Linked DNA regions of Callithrix jacchus: region 2 is linked to region 1. A link is a contact called in public Hi-C data. All regions are on one chromosome and are shown on one strand. Each heading gives the region's core, a stretch centred on a gene start, on an enhancer-like site or on the middle of the called end of the contact. The rest is flanking DNA. Distances are from core to core; before and after follow the strand shown.

Evidence for each region. A called contact is a pair of places that touch in the nucleus more often than the background predicts.
Region 2: a contact with region 1 is called in a Hi-C map of skeletal muscle, with 7 times the contacts expected there. The contact joins two enhancer-like sites. A contact is called at or near these places in 2 of 3 Hi-C or Micro-C datasets (both in skeletal muscle).

Annotation. Positions count from the first base shown.
Region 1 is chr15:76,815,096-76,817,795 of calJac240_pri, reverse strand. UROC1 (urocanate hydratase 1) reads right to left here. Exons shown (of 22, transcript XM_078351876.1): 4 at 913-1,043. The coding sequence starts at 944. Among named protein-coding and RNA genes, the nearest start is that of CHST13, 13 kb to the right of the region's middle. Within about 2 kb of position 1,250, at least 1 of the 16 cell types and tissues checked has an H3K27ac peak or open chromatin away from gene starts, as enhancers often do. A contact at or near this core is called in skeletal muscle, where this site is marked.
Region 2 is chr15:77,065,767-77,068,466 of calJac240_pri, reverse strand. No RefSeq gene overlaps it. Among named protein-coding and RNA genes, the nearest start is that of ALDH1L1, 51 kb to the left of the region's middle. Within about 2 kb of position 1,271, at least 3 of the 16 cell types and tissues checked have an H3K27ac peak or open chromatin away from gene starts, as enhancers often do. A contact at or near this core is called in skeletal muscle, where this site is marked.

The DNA.
Region 1 (2,700 bases), core at 1-2,500:
CGGGACAGCCAGACCCAGGGTCTGCAGGAGCATACAGTGGGGGCTCCAGCGCCACTAAGGCCAACCCTGTGGTGCTCAGTTAGCTGGAGTTCTTACACTTCCAGGGAGGGGGCATTCCGGCCCCACCCCAGCTGCCCTCCCTCCCGACTTCACATGGTCTACCCAGGAGACAGCTGCTGGCAAAGAAGAACTGACAGCTGCTCTCCAGAAGCCTCTTTCTCTGGGTAAGCTGAGTTTATTCACTTGTTTCTTCATTCATTCAACAAGCACTTTTGGGTACCAATTCTCCAGCAGGTGCCAGGACCAGAGGTACTGGCTGGAGTGAGGAACTTGGCTCCTACTTTAAAGGGAACAGCATTCCCTGGGATGACTCAAGGCAAGCCTGGGCTGCTGGCACCTTCGGGAACAATCAAGTGCAGAAATGCAGGCTCAAAGCCCCACTCCAGAACTGCTGGGTCTGAAACTGGGGTGAGGCCTGGCAGCCCATGTTCCCACAAGGCCTCCAGGGCTGCTGTGCACACTGTAGCTTGAGAGCCTCATCGAGATCGTGGGGTATGTGAAGTCACTGCCAGAGCTCCCTAAAGCTCTCCCTGCCCTCTGGCAGAACGACAAGCCCTGGCTTTTGAAAGGGGTTTTGTATACAATTTGGCTCCAGAATTGCACAGGACTGGCTGCACAGGACCCATGGGCCGGGTCTGAGAGACCTGAGAAGCTGCCCCTGTCTTCTGGCCAGGCTCAGGGGCTGCAGCAAACGCTTGGCTCCAGCTCCCAAGGTGATGGCACAGAATCTTCTCTCCCCTGCCTCCTAGTCTGGACAGATTGGGTTTCCCCCTCACTACTGACTCCCCCATGTCCCTGGCAGGAGCTGCCTGCCCCTCTGGGTCCCTTTGAAGCTGTGCCCACAAGGCTGACCTCATTTCAATGTCAGGGCAAAACCGGTACATGTAGATGTGCCCATACTGTTGCAGCTCCTGGGCAAACTCTGGGGCCAGCACATTCTGGACATCAGGGGGGAAGTAGCGCAGGGCGTTCCTCAGTGCCAGCTGTGGGAGGAGAGCGAAGAGAAGATGGCGGCTGGGGTTCCAGGCTCGGCGTTCTGATGCCCCATAATGGGCCATCCTCCTCCCACATGGATTTGCCTCTGCTCCACTCAGAAGCCTGTTGCCCACCCAGAGACTGCCTGGTTCTCACCCCAGGCCCATCTACAGTGTCACCTCCTGCAGAAAGCCTTCCCTGATTGCCCCCTCCTGCCTCTTTCATGAAGGCAGACTGATCCCTCTCTCTTCTTGCTTAGGGTGAACGATCTGTTCTGGGGATGGCACTGCTTCCCCCCAGGGAGGGACCAGAGAGGGGCCTGCCTGAGGCTTGTGGCTATGGTGCAGGATGCAGAGGCTCCAACGGGGAGAGTAGACCCAACAAAGCCTTAAGTACCCTGTGCAGGTACATACAAGAAAAAGCTGTCAAAAACAACATGTATTTACACACACATGAACTCTTGATCATGAGACACAGGAAGCAATTGCTATGGCTGCCCAGATATACGCATCCCTATTCCATGGAACAAGACTCTCCTATGTGGGTTCTAATATATCCATCCTGTCTAGCTCCTTTCATTTCACTTTCAAATCTATACTGCTTGCATCCCCTAAACTGATTTCACAGCCTGCTGGTAGGCGGTAGCTGCCGTCTGAGAGCACTGTCCTCACTGTTGTAAAGGCAGTACCAGCCACAGCCCTGGGACTTGATGGGACGTTTTACTAATGTGCTACACAAGGAGGACCTCTCATAATCAGTTGTGTCAACTGCATTAGAAATATTGTTCAGGTAATTACACAGCTCAAAAAGTACAACACAGGTTCTGTGAAAATGAGTGCATTTAAAATGGTGTCAGTTCACGGAAGTAACTCAGCCATTCTTAAAAGTGAAATGTGTAAGAAGCTCGATCTGTTCTGAAATGAAGCACAAACTTGTGCCGTCAACAAAGAACATTCTGGCAATTTTCTCAAAGCCTAAATACAGCCCCAAAGCTCTGTCTGCCACATTTTCCTCTTGTATAAAATTTCCATTTGCTGAAGATTGAATTTTTCTTTATTGCTGAAATTCAGTAATTTAGCCTAGATATGTCTTAATGTCGATTATGTTACATCAAGGGTTTTTTTTCTTTCCAGGATAAACTATATCTTTTTATCTGCAATTTTGTGGTTTTACTTAGTTCATGACAGTTGTCACGTATTTTGGCTTAATACTTCATCCTCTGTGTCTAAAGTCACCTAACAGTCCTGCAATACATATTCTTTAGGTGGGGAAGGAAGGCTCACTGTCTCTGGCCTGGATTTAATCCTCCACACCTGACTAGGGGCAGCTGTCAGCACTAAAACAAGACGATGGGGCTCACCCATGACCTGCCCAAGGCCCTGCAACAGGCCTGTGGATGGCCTGGAGGGTGGCCCAGTGCCTCCACCTACCCTGGCAACTTCAGCAGAGGAGGAGTGTCAGGCTAAGCAGGGCCCACTGTTCCTAGGAAGGGCTGCATGGTGTGATGAAGCCCACTGCTTCCCGATGACCATGGAACAGTGGGCAATGCTGCACTGACTGCATGCCGCTCCCTCCAGAAACAGCACGGCCCTGCCAGAATTTTTATATGTTTATGCTATGAAAAATATAAGGCCGGGCGCGGTGGCTCCTGCCTGTAATCCCAGC
Region 2 (2,700 bases), core at 22-2,521, 250 kb before region 1:
TCCTCCATCCTCCATCTTCCCCTCCCTCCCGGTCTTCCTTTCCCTCCACCTCTTCCCTCTCCACACCTCCCTCCTCCTCCTCTCATCTGTTCCTCCTCCCCTCCTCCTTCCCTACTCCCTCCTCCATTCTTCTTCTTCCTCCCTTCTCCTCCTCCTCCCCTCTTCCCTCTCTACATCTTCCTCCTCCAGCTCTGTTCTTCTCCCTCCTCTTCCCCATCCTCTCTCTAGTCTCTTCCCTCTCCACATCTTTCTCTTCCTCCTCCCTGTTCCTCCTTGCTTCCTTCTCCTCACCTCCTCCCTCTCTCCTCTTCCTTCTCCTTCCCTCCTCCCTGTCCTCCTTTCCCTCCTCCTAACCCTAATCCAAGCCTAACTTTAACCCAAACCCTCCTTGTCCTCCTCTCCCTCCTCCCTTCCTTCTCTTCCCTCTCCTCTCTTTCCTCTTTCCCTTTCACCTCCCTTCCCTCCTCCCTCCCAACGCCTCCTTCCGGTATTCTTCCCCCTTCTCCACCCCTTCTTTCCCTTCTCCTCCCCCTCTCCCTCCTCCTAGCACTCCACAACTCCTCCTCCTCCCCATTCCTCTCCTTCTTCCCTCCTTCCTTTCTCTCTCCCCCCACTTCCTTCTTCTTCCCTTCTTCCCTGTTCTTCTCCCCTTCCTTCTCCCCTCTCTGTTTCCCCCTCCTCCCCCACCTCCCCTACCCTTCTTCCCTCTCTGTTCTCCCCCACACTTCTTTCCTCTCTTCATCTTCCTTCTCCTCTCCTCCCACTCCCCCTCTTTCTCCCCTTCCTTCCTCTTCTTTCTTCTTCCCCTCCTCCCCTTCTCCTTCCATCCTTCCTCTTCTTCCCCTCGTCCTCCTTTTCACTGGTCTCTCCTGGGCTCTCAGGGTGTGAGTTTTCTGTATTTTCTTCGGAATCTTAGACTCTGTGTGTATAACTGATTGTGACCCAGTTCTATGTGTGGCTGATGCAAAGCCCCTGTGTATGCCCCCTCCCTCGAGGCCCTTTCATCTCATTGCACAATGGAGAGTGGGGTTGCATCATCTCAGGGGCCCAGCCAGCACACGACTCAGCATACCCAGGGCTTTCTGCTGCCTCTTGAGTAACTATTCTCTGGCAGGCAAGGTGGGGCTGGAGGGTCTGAGACCTCCTGCCAAAAGCAAGACCCAAGCTGTCAGAGCTTTCTTTTCAGCCCCTGGCATGTGGCCACCGTGGCCTCCTCTCGTGCTCCCCTCACTCCGCACTCGCTTCACTCCCGCCAGGCCCAACCTGGGCCACCCCATTTCAGATCCAAGGGCTCTCAGGCAAGGCCCTGGAAGAAAAGGCCCATGAAGACCACCTTTCCACAGCTCCTGTAGGGTGAACCCTCTGGACCCCCAAGCTGAATGCCCCCAAATCCAGGCCCTGTGCTCAGAGCAGCCTCAGGGCTCCTCAGGGTTCCAGGGTCACCTCAGACCACCTTAGAAGTAAAACATAAGGAAAAATAAACAAAATAAAGTAAGACAGAAGATGTTCACATTTCAAACTTAGATTTTTTTCACAGACTAAACACCTATATGCAGTGAGGATGACTTTTAGGCTATAAAGGTGCACATGTCATTTTAAATGCAATTCGTTGCTCAAATTAATCTGTCTCCACTTCCTATTTTAATTTAACCAAAATCACAGTCAGTTCAGGGACCCTCACCCGTTTTCCTGAGCCTGTGACCCAGCTGGCTTATCTACTGCCAAGGCGTGTCCTTGCCATTGCATCCGCTGACAGTATCATCATTCCCTTTGGTGTCATTGTGGATGAAATCTGCTTTTCCTTCCCACACAGCATTGCCTGGTGAGTCTGGCCGTCTCCGAACTAACACTGCACTCTCTCTCTTGTGTATGAGAAGCATTTTGCTGTTGATTCACTTCTCCTCCCTGTGGGGGACAGAATAAAGCTCCCCAGCAATGTCCATGTCTTGATCTCCCTAACCTGGGAATATGTTACCTTACATGGCAAAGGGAGATGAAAGTTGCAGGCAGCATTAAGGCTGCCAATCAACTGACTTAAAGGTAGGCAGACCATTCTGCATGACCCGGGTGGACCCAAGGTCCCCAGGCAATCCAGTGGAAATGAGGTGATATGAGAAACTTGCAGCAACCACTGGCTTTGAAGAAAAAGGAAGGGACCAGGAGCCAAGGAGTATCGGCAGCCTGTCAAAGTGGAAAAGGGAAGGAAATGGAGCCTCCAGGAGGTAATGCAGCCCTGCCAACAGCTTGCTTTCAGCCCTGTGAGACCCACTGCAGCTGTCCGACCTCCAGAACCGTTAGACAGTGGATGTGTGTTGTTTGGAGTTGCTACGTTTGTGGCTGTTTGTTATTGCAGCAACAGTAAACTAATACACTCCCTGTTTTACAGATGACTAGACTACGATTCAGAGCGGGCAGGGAAGTTATCCAAAGTCACAGAGCAGATGGATGACAGAGTTTCCTTCAGGGTGTGGCCAGGGAAGCAAGCAGTGTTCAGGTCAGCTGCCCACAATGAACCTGGCATTTAGCCTCACCTGCCCACCATCCAGAGGGCTAATGGTCTGCAGCTCAAGGTTTAACCGCAGCCCAATCAAAATGGAAAGAGCAGCACCCGTTTCAGATCTCCCCCACCCACTGCACTGAATAACCGAGTGGAACAAAGCATCTAGAAATGACGTAAGCCTAAATGTATATTTTACAGGG